Regions from separate parts of the Mus musculus genome. Here regions 1 and 2 are each linked to region 3. The links are chromatin contacts, called in public Hi-C and HiChIP or PLAC-seq maps. All regions are on one chromosome and are shown on one strand. Each heading gives the region's core, a stretch centred on a gene start, on an enhancer-like site or on the middle of the called end of the contact. The rest is flanking DNA. Distances are from core to core; before and after follow the strand shown. Region 1 holds the start of Pfkfb3 (6-phosphofructo-2-kinase/fructose-2,6-biphosphatase 3). Region 2 has its middle 7.2 kb from the start of Gm13293. Region 3 holds the start of Atp5c1 (ATP synthase, H+ transporting, mitochondrial F1 complex, gamma polypeptide 1).

Evidence for each region. A called contact is a pair of places that touch in the nucleus more often than the background predicts. HiChIP or PLAC-seq counts read pairs in DNA pulled down with a chosen protein or histone mark.
Region 1: a contact with region 3 is called in an H3K4me3 HiChIP or PLAC-seq map of embryonic forebrain, with 4 times the contacts expected there. The contact joins the promoter of Pfkfb3 here to the promoter of Atp5c1 in region 3. A contact is called at or near these places in 2 of 39 promoter capture datasets (hippocampal neurons and pre-B cells) and 2 of 115 datasets of contacts at active chromatin or transcription factors (astrocytes and embryonic forebrain).
Region 2: a Hi-C map of B cells shows a contact between it and region 3, with 8 read pairs. The contact joins the enhancer-like site here to the promoter of Atp5c1 in region 3. A contact is called at or near these places in 4 of 39 promoter capture datasets (the 3T3-L1 cell line, hippocampal neurons, liver and 1 more) and 1 of 484 Hi-C or Micro-C datasets (B cells).

What each region holds. Positions count from the first base shown.
Region 1 is chr2:11,500,815-11,504,047 of GRCm38.p6, reverse strand. Pfkfb3 (6-phosphofructo-2-kinase/fructose-2,6-biphosphatase 3) reads left to right here and starts at 1,958. Exons shown (of 18, transcript NM_001177753.1): 1 at 1,958-2,423. The coding sequence starts at 2,348. Gm52500 (a long non-coding RNA gene) reads right to left here and starts at 2,038. Exons shown (of 3, transcript XR_003953759.1): 1 at 542-2,038.
Region 2 is chr2:11,330,667-11,333,959 of GRCm38.p6, reverse strand. No RefSeq gene overlaps it. Among named protein-coding and RNA genes, the nearest start is that of Gm13293, 7.2 kb to the left of the region's middle. Within about 2 kb of position 1,734, at least 134 of the 459 cell types and tissues checked have an H3K27ac peak or open chromatin away from gene starts, as enhancers often do. A contact at or near this core is called in B cells, liver and pre-B cells, where this site is marked.
Region 3 is chr2:10,078,777-10,082,418 of GRCm38.p6, reverse strand. It overlaps Atp5c1 (ATP synthase, H+ transporting, mitochondrial F1 complex, gamma polypeptide 1), which reads left to right and starts at 1,909. Exons shown (of 10, transcript NM_020615.4): 1 at 1,909-2,071. The coding sequence starts at 2,016. Kin (Kin17 DNA and RNA binding protein) reads right to left here and starts at 1,807. Exons shown (of 5, transcript NM_025280.2): 1 at 1,675-1,807. The coding sequence starts at 1,788.

The DNA.
Region 1 (3,233 bases), core at 709-3,208, 1.4 Mb before region 3:
AGCTTTGACATCTGGCCATTTGCCTGGCTTGTAGGTGTGTGCAAACTCAAGCGGGCACCTGGGAACATGGCACAGGCCTGTAATACCAGGCTGAGAAAGGAGCAAGCTTGAGGCCGGCCTGGGCTGCATAGGAAAACTGTCTCAAACAAAGCAAAACAAACAGAAAACCTAGTGGAAACTTTACAAGCGTCCAGGTGCACTATGGTTATTGGGAGTCGGGAGTGGGGAGTCTCCTGGCAGGGATGCACTCTCACCCCCATCCCTTCCCCCTCCCCCTCAGCTTGCAAATACCAGTAAGGGAACCCTTCTGGAGACTACTAGATGTTTTCCTTGTCGAGTCAGTCCATTCTAATTTCAGGAGTGGAGCGAGATTCTCCCTTGGGCTTTCTAGGGTGTCACCTCTGGCATTTGCTCTCACTGAAGAAAAACAAGTTTAAATGTAATGCACCGGGTTTCTTTCTGAACAGCTGCCTGAGCACAGAAATCGGAAGGTCAGCAAAGCTGTCCTGGGGTTGGGGACAGGTATTGAGGAGGGTGGTACCGGAGAGCAGGGTGCAGGAATGGCGGTTAGAGCTGGGAGGTTCCCAAGGGCTACTCGCCAGGTGAGCTCCAGGTCTCCTAAGCTCGCCAGGCTGCCGGAGAAGGCAAGGCGGAGGCCCCAGGCGGGGCGGGCTGGGTTGGGAACAGAGCAGCTGCGCCCGCCGCCGGGGGGCCGGCGCCCTCCCAGCAGAGCATGCAGGACGTGCGCGACGTGTGGCAGCCTCTGCGCAGACTTTTCCACTGCAGTGTGGGGTTCCGCGAGCGCCTCCAATCACAGCTCAGCTTCACCGCGACGTGTGCAGCTTGCGCTAAGCAAGGCAGATCTTCTGAGCGGAGGCTTCCTTCGCTAAAATCACATTTAAAGTGTCTTGTCTCCACGGCCTCCCGTGCAGCGGTCCTCACCGAAAGATCCCTTAGATCGTCGCTGAATAAATGAACTCTGGCGGTTCAACGATTGCCTGTTATGCATGTATCTCCAGCCTATGCAAAGTGCAAAAATCGGAAAGGAAGCGAGGGCATGTTCACATCAAACAAAATATAGCCGGTGTGCTAGAGCGGGCGCGTGGGGGTTGGGTGGGTGACATGAATTTAGGATCTAGCTGTCCCTTGATAGTTACTTTGGGGCTCATAGTCCGGTAATGGGAGAGGGAATGGGGTCTACTTTTAATCACTACTTGCAGAAGGGGTATGGAATATGGCCCATGTTGAAAGGGAAAATAATACCAACCGCCCCCCGCATCCCAAAGTTCCTTTTCGGTCGAACCTTCCTTCCTTCCTTATTTATTTATTGCCCCCCTTCAAGCGCCAGGCACGGTAGCACTGAGTGAGGGGTAGCAACACTACCCAAGCATGTTTCCCGGGGATTCAGGAAAAGTATGCGCCCGTGCCCGGAGGTGGCAGTGTCAGCAATGGCAGGGGACATAGTGGGCGATAATGCACAGGTGTTACCAGGAGGCAGCTCTGACCTGCGTCTTCACTTGGACTGAGCCAGTCCCCAAATCATGTAACTATGGTGCATGGTGTTGGGGCTCCCACGGCTTGTAAGGCTGAACTGGGAAGATGCTTTTACATAGCTCTAGCTCTGTGTGTGTGTGTGTGTGTGTGTGTGTGTGTGTAGGGGTGGAGGACTGTCAACGAACCACATTGGACATTATCAGATCGCTGCTGCCTTCCAAGCACAGATGAGGAAAGTGGCTGGAATTATTTGGGGACTCCGTTCCTGTCTTGCGCCCTTAGGGAATAAACTTAGGGACGGAAAGGAGGACGAAAGAACCAGCCTGGGTTGCAGGAACAGAGCGTGCTGCTCTCGTCCACCCGCAGGGGGCGGCAGCAGGCTGTCTCTTGGCCTTGCCCACCCTTCTCTCCACGTGAAAGGGGGCTGGGACGCAAAGAATGCGGCCCGCCCCGAGGCTGACGCGCCGCGCTACCGGTCAGATCTTAAAAGGCCGGGCAGTGCGTGTGGCATCCCGACAGAACTGGAGAGGAGCAAGTGGCAGTGCTGGGTGTTGGGACCGTGGCTGTCACTGCGCTGGAGCATCCCTGAGCTTTTGAACAGAGCCGACTAGTCAGCAGTGCAGCAGCCGCAACTCCACGCCGCTCTCATCTGTCTCGTGTCTCCGCTCAGGCGATCCTTCCTCCGAGACTCCGCACAAAGCACATTTTCCAAAGCAGTGCAAGGGAGCGCCCAGCCGCGTGCAGGCGGACGCACCCTTCCTGTCCTTTGTTCCGGGGGGATCTGCTGCTGCTCTTCTCCCCAAGTCGGAGTCTTTCCTCCAGGGGTGGCGGGTCGCCGAATACAGCTACGAAGATGCCGTTGGAACTGACCCAGAGCCGGGTACAGAAGATCTGGGTGCCCGTCGATCACCGACCCTCGTTGCCCAGATGTGAGTGCAGGCAGCCACGTGGGGGGCTAGGTTGTAGATTGCGCCGCGTGCAGAGCCCGGCCATTGTGTGTGCAGCGGCTTTGTGCCGGTTCCCCTCTGCGGGAAGCGCACTCGTGCCGGTCGGCCCGGCCCGGCGAGGCGGGGGTGGCGGCCGGCTGCGTCTCCCAGGCTGGGCAGAAGGGGCGCTGTGGCTCCGGAAACCTCCTGTGTGCCCGGCCCGGCCTGGGCTCTCTGGGCCAGCGCCTCCCAGAGGCTGGAGAGACCTGGCTGCTCCGGAGTCACCCTGGCCGACTGCAGCAGGGGCGCGGCCGCCCACACCAACGCCCCCTTTTCTTTGGGTCTCCTCTGGTTCACGGTCTTTTTTCTTCCTCGGATCTTTGCACCTCTGTATATTTCCATCTTCGCCGTCACTCCCGTGACTGCAGATCCTTGGTTGCAGGGATGGTTTATGGGTTGGTGACTAGTGTTGTATTACAGACGCACTCGTTTACCCGGAGCACGGAATTTGCTGGCAGTTTCTCTTAGTGCCTCACCTGTTGCTGCTGTGAACGATTTGGGAAGGTTTCATTCACTTCCATCCCTAGATAGGAAGAGGTGCCTCTGGGAAGAGCGGATGGAATTGCTCTAAGGCAATGCTTCCCTCCCAGGCAGCAGGCCCAGGAGCCCACGGGGGTAAACAGGAGCGAGCTGCCCAGTGGACACGTTGCTCACATCACGTTTGTAGTTTGAGAATCTACTGGCAAAACTGGGAGGTGGTTTCCTGTCACCCTGGGACACTGGAACACCAGGCTGCAGGGTAGGTTTCTCTGC
Region 2 (3,293 bases), core at 485-2,984, 1.3 Mb before region 3:
AAAAAATCTATTCAATTCCTCCATTTTTAGCTCGGGCTTTTGTTATTTTCTTGCTGAGTCATAAGAGTCATTATGTATTCTACATGGTCCATACAAGTAAAGGATTGTTTGCGTAGTGTCTTACACATAGTAGGCCCTCAACAAATATCTGTTTGAGTAATCGTATGAACGTGAGTGGCTATGGGCTTCGGCTATGGATGCACAGGATCATGACATTAAGAATTAGCTCCTTCTTTTTTTTTTTTTCCTTAGGTGCAGACTTTGAATCAGAAGGCTCGTTTGTGTTGCTTGCCTCCAGCTATTGATGGGGCCTTGGGCTGCATCATCCTGGGCTAGCCTGGCAGCCAGTGCCCTGGAGCCAGCACAGGGCCCCTTCATTCTCTTTCTTTTTCTTTGGCACAGAGAGTGTCTTGCGACAGGTTGAATAAGCAGCCTGAAGGTTTGCCAGCGTCATGAGATGAGGAAGCACAGCAAGAGAAAAAGCGGGAGGCTGGGCTGTAGGGGAGGGGCAGCGGAAGCTTGCCATCATGTGGTTTAAATGGCTCAAACGCGATTAAAGGCGGGCATCAGTGCAAGCCCTTTAGCCTTCCAGGAAGCCTGGCCCTTCCCTTGGGTTGTTTGTTTAGCATGGTCTGGTGGGCTGGTTTGGTTACTTCCCCAAACTCATGAGCAAAGAGTGTTCTAGGTAGAGCGGGGATGTGGTCATTCCAGCCACGGAGGCAACTGAATTTAGGGTACCTGCATCTGAACTTAAAAACTCTAGGTCCAATCAAATTGTCACTGTGAAAAATGTCTGACACAGAGGGGACCATACCGAGTAGAGATGGAGGGAGAAGTAAGTGCTAGAGTTTTGTGTTCTTTTTTCTGCCGCTAGTATGTGGAAACAAATTTGAGCGCACATCTCGTGAGGTGCACATGAGACTGGAGAGAAAAAGCAGCGTTGAAGTTATTAGGCCAGCAGAAGGAACCGGGGTTGGATCGCTGCATTAGATCTGAGCTGAGTTAGTGACCACATGGAGATGTCCCTCATAACTCTCTTCCTAAATTTTCTCACCAAAACACCCAAATCCTTCTGCCCTGGCTTTCCTTAATTTACAACATGACCCCCTTTTAGTGCCCTACGCAGTTAGCTACAGTCTACTCTCTGTCTTCTTCACTCCCTGATCTTAGGGGGAAGACGTCATGGTGTGTTGGTTGATTCTAGAAACCTTGCGACACAGCAGGTGGCTGCAGAGGAATTACTGGTAGTGAAAAATAACAGCCAGCCCCCACCCCTTCTCTTGCAAGTGTCAGGAAGAGGAAGTGACATAGGAGAGTAGACAGCTTGCATTACAACATGGGAGGGTGAGTACCATATCAGGAGACTGACCATGTCTCAGATACCCATGGACAATGCCACTCCTCACTTGGTAAATGACAAGAGTGAAGCTCACTTCAGTTGGTAAGTTTATGGGTCTTCTGCACGGGAGCATTTAAGAAACTCAGCAACAACTATCTCCTGGTTGGCGAACATCTTCTTAGGTGCTGAAAGCATTGCTCATCAGCTCTCTCCTTTCTAGAACCTACTATCTGTGGCTCTTCCTGGGGAATTGTAAGAGAACTGAGCAGACCATGACCCCAAACTCTCTGTCAGCAACAGTATTTGCACTGTCATCTGTAGTGTTCTTTGCTGGTTTCAGGGAGGTTTGCACTGGTCTGTTTGTGTGACCTGAGTGTTTACCCAGTGAATACAATCAATACGATCCTTTCATTGATGAAGAGACTGAGCTCAGGAGGGCAAAGAGCTCCACAAAGACCTGTCTACTGAGAGTCCTTGATCACATGACCTGAGAGGCTCGCTGTCAGGGCTCTGAATCACTTTATGACAAGCAGGTTTTCCCCTTTATTTCCTACAATACACCCCATTCACTAGTATTTATTAATTGTACACAGTAATAATGGGCTCTATTGTGACATTTTGTCCTTGCATCGTACCATCCTTTGGCTAGACATCTTTCTATTACTCTCTCTCTCTTTTTTTTTTTTGAGACAGGGTTTCTCTGTATAGTCCTGGCTGTCCTGGAACTCACTTTGTAAACCAGGCTGGCCTCGAACTCAGAAATCCGCCTGCCTCTGCCTCCTGAGTGCTGGGATTACTCTTGTAGATTGCCCTCAAGCTTCCCTTGAAGGATGCTCACGGTGAAGGAAGGAAGGAAGCAGGAGAATCCAGTTCATTTTGGTTCACAAAACGTTTTCGACGGCAGTAGCATCTTCTGTCACGTTCCTCTGCTGCCCTCTAGTGGTGATCTAGCCTCAAGTTATGTGCGTGAGTGTGTGTGATGTGTATGGTGTGTGTGCATGTATGTGTATATGTGTGGTATGTGTGATGTATATGGTATGTGTGTGGTGTATATGGTGTAATGTGTATGGTGTGTGTGCATGTGTGTGATATGTATGGTGTGGTGTGTGTGATGTGTATGGTATATGTGTGTATGTGTGAGATGTGTATGGTGGGTAGTGTGATGTGTATCGTGTGTGTGTGTGTGTGTGTGTGTGTGTGTGTGTGTGTGAAGGCTAATCTTTATTTTCAACCTGATGGGATTTAGGATCATTCTGGAAACAGATACCTGGGTTTGTCTGTAAAGTACTATCTAGATTATATTAATTGAAGTAGAACCCACCCTGAATGGTCTGGGTTGGAGTCTCTGACTGAACAGAGGAGAAATAGAGCTGAGCAGCCTCAGGCACCACTCTGCTTCCTGAATGCAGAATGTGTGACCCGCTGCCCCACACAGCTGCTGTCCTTTCCCACTGTGGACTGCATCCTTGGAACTGTGAGCCACAACAACCCTTCCTTCCTTGGGATGCTCTTCTCAGGTCTATCTTAGCATTGACTCAAGTGATGAACCCAGTCAGTGTATATATACAGAAGAGAAATATATATATATTTCCCTCCCTCCCTCCCTCCCTCCCTCCCTCCCTCCCTCCCTCCCTCCCTCCCTCTTCCCCTCTTCTGCTTCTCTTCCTTCCTTCTTGTAGCAGTTCGTATTAAAACCGCTCCATGCTCCCAGGTGGGTACTCGAGGCTCCCCTGGACCAGCCAGAGTGCTCTGTATTCACGAATGAAAGACAACAAACACGCTGCGATATTTTAAATATGCCTTAAGTAGCCCAATGGCTGGGCCACTCCTGAACCTCCCTGTGGCTAACACACTCACTTCAGATATTCTTGAGTTATTACTTTCTAAAATCTATCCTGCATCTCTGCTACCCCAGATCCAAATGGGGAGTGGCCCGGGACTGCTTTCCCGTGGT
Region 3 (3,642 bases), core at 660-3,159:
GGCTCAGCGGTTAAGAGCATCGACTGCTCTTGCTAAGGTCCTGAGTTCAAGTCCCAGCAACCACATGGTGGCTCACAACCATCTGTAATGAGATCTGACGCCCTCTTCTGGAGTGTCTGAAGACAGCTACAGTGTACTTACATATAATAAATAAACAAATATTTAAAAAAAAAAAAAGAACTGAGCTGAGTGGTGATGGAGCACACCATTAATCCCAGCATTTGGAAGGTCGAGGCCAGCCTGGTCTACAGAGAGAGTTCCATGACAGCCAGGGCTACACTGAGAAACCCTATCGCAAAAAACAAAAGAAACAATAAATAAGAAAGAAATGAGTGTAAGTAAGTCAGAGTTTTGAAGCTGGACAATGGCGTTGCACACCTTTAGTCCCAGCACTAAAAAGGCAGAGACAGATATCTATGAGTTCAAAACCAGCCTGGGCCTGGTTCACTGAGCAAGTTCCAGGACAGCCAGGGCCACACAGAGAAACCCTGTCTTAGAAAAACAATAACATGCACAGAGTTTTGCAATCCAGTCAGTGGCAGTGGGACTGGGTTCAGTCTGTGATGACTTACTAAGAAGGTGGCATAAGGTCAGTAAGATGGCTCAGTGGCTAAAGGCGCTTGGTGCCAGATGTGACAACATGACTTCAATCCCAGGACCCTCAAGCTGGAAGGAAATAACCATTTACATGTGGCCCTTTGATCTCCGTATGGATGTATCTGTTTGGTGCAGCATGCACACATGCATAAACACATACACCAAAATAAGATAACAGAAATATGACGCAGTGCATGAGGGCTCAGTGGTAGAGCATTTGCCAGGCATACATAAGACATTAAACAAAACTTGTAGCACTGCTTAATAAACAACCTCTCTGGTCCCCATCGCCACCACAAGACTACCAAGAAAGTATTAATATAAAGTAGGGTGGTGTATATCTCTGATATCAACCAGCACTTGGGAAGCAGAGGCAGGTCTATCTCGTTTTTTGGCCAGCCTGGTGAGGTCCAGACCAGCCAAAGTTACATACTGAGATACTGTCTCTAAAACAAAAATATGTATCAGATAATGTACAAGAATTTTTATTAGTTCTGTTATATTGGTGGCATTTTGGCATTAATTGAAAAGATAATACGATTACTTGTTATGTTGATTACACAATTAAGTCTTCAAGGGTGAAGGTATACTGATATTCATATATTTATATAATTTACTATATGATGTAAGCAAATATGGAAAAACACTTAGCGGTCACTCCTAGGTGCGATGGACTGCACGCCTGTACCTTTGGGAACCCACATACTGAAACTATAGGATAGCAGTAGCAAGTCGGGAATGAAGCATTTATGTCATGGAGAGTTCTTCTCTCCATGAAAAAACTCGGCGACAATCTTGCCGGTGGGTACAACTATTACCTCTACTTTACCAGTAGTGGCCAAGCCCATGTCACTATTAAGCGGAGCAACTTGAGTTCCTCGTCTTGACCGACCGACCCCACCAGGGAAGTCTAAATGTAAAACCTCAGTGCTCAGCCTAGCGATTGTAAGCGATCAGTGAGTGCTTGTCTGCGACCACTTCTCGTGGAGCTGGAGGGCTTCGCGCCGAGCTGGGGAAGACTGCGCCGGAGAGGGCTCCAAGCCGAGGGAGGGGTCGCGGCCAGCCTGAGTCACTTACCTCGTCGCGGCATTGCTTTTGGCACATCTGGCAGTACCAGCGAAGCTTCTGGAGCCCTTTGGACTTAATTCTATTGGCGATGGCCTTGGGGCTCAGAAAATCCGACTTGCCCATGGCGACCCTGAGCGCTACAACTACAAAGCGGTCGGAAGCGGAACTGGCTCAGCGCGGGGACAGGCGGGACCGAAATTGACAGCAGGAAATGGGTGGGGCCAGGGAACTCGCGGCTTCGGCGCTCACGAGATTTAGCGAGACCGAGGACGCAGGCGGAGCGGGCCGGGGCGCCTGAGCTCCCGCGCACGCGCACTGAGTCCCGTCTGCCCGACCTTCAAGGCTCCACCATGTTCTCGCGGGCGAGCGTTGTCGGGCTGTCGGCCTGCGCCGTGCAGCCGCAATGGTAGGACCACATCGGGAGGGATGCGGGGGCTCGGGCTTGCTGCGAGGCAGGAGGGATGGAGCTGCATGCTCACTCCTGGCGGAAGAAGGCCCCAGCTCAGGCCGCGGGGATGTCTGCAGAGCTGGAAGGTTGCGTGCCGGACCCCTGGTAGGGGTCAAAGAGAACAAGGTCACGGTCTGATCCCCTGAGACTGGAACGGCCATCCGGGACCTCGGGACCCGGACGGGATTCGGGTTGAGCTTTGGAGCCATCTGGGTTTCGATCAACTCCGTACTTCCGCTCCGTACCCGGGAGCACAGCTTGCAAAGTCTTTAGAAAGGCCCTGAAGGTGAAGGGGCGACCGGGGAACGTTTGGTTGTAACTTTTGGCTTTGAAGCCCTGTGAAACACTGCACGGGGGAGCAGCGTGACCCTTTAAGGTGTGATGGCTTGCTTGAGCTCTTTGGTAAGGCATTCACTGTGTAGCCATCCGACTCTTTGCTGGGTACTGGAGAAACGAAGGAACTCAAAATCAGCCCCCGCCTGAACCTGCTGGTCGCCTTGGTGCTAAAGGGGTTTAAAAAAATCTGCCGATGAGGAAGAGAAAGACATTGCCATTGTCATCATGCCCTCGTGTTGAAGTACAATCTCTGCAAGGTCATAAAACTGTCCCAAGGTCCCTCGGTAGGAGGAGGAGGCCTTAATACAGTTACATTTGTTAGCCTCCATTTGATAAAGGGATACCATAAGGTTGGGCGACTTTAAATACTAATCCTCTGTGCAAAATAAAATAGTTGTATATTAGAATGCCCAGGGAAGGTCAGGTAAAACGTGACTTATGGGTGACGTTGTATAATAACATGAACTACTTTGAAGCTAGACTGCTAGAAGAACTGGTGCTAAGGAGATTGTTAACTGTGGACAGTGTTTTAGTGGTTCCTTGTTTTTATGGTACAGAGGATTATTAAGGCGCTCCAGCACTGAACTAGGGTTTTGTAACCTAGGTTAGAGAACTGCCAAGAACTAGTTGAAATAGTTCTTTCATTAAGCAAAGAATTTGTAGCAATATGCTAAGACTCCAAAGTAGTGAGGCAATTAAATACGATAGATATGAACTATGTATTGGAAGAATGTTGGTGGTGCACACCTTTGATCTCAGCAACTCAGGATGCAGAGGCAGGTGGGTGTCTGAGTTCTGGGCCAGCCTAGTCTGCAAAAGGAGTTCCAGAGAATGTGTGTGTGTGTGTGTGTGTGTGTGTGTGTGTGTGTTCGTTCAGATGTTGTTAGATTAACCTTGGAAGTCAGCTTGAGTTACTTATATGGAGGTCAATAACAGTTGCATTCTCAGTTGTGTCTCCTTCAGCCAGTAGATATTTGTGGAGTGCCTGCCCTGCACCAGTTGGCACTTCTTAGGTGATAAGATGTGAAGGGTCTTTGTTGGCATCCAGTGGTCCTCAGCAAACATCAGCTGTCTCCCGTGTTTGTGTATACAATGTGTGAAAAGACTATTCTTTTGTCAAGTGTAGTGAGGCCACTGTCAGAATTTGATACGCTTCCAATGTTTTCTTGAGAGTTAGCTAGGTATTAGCTGGT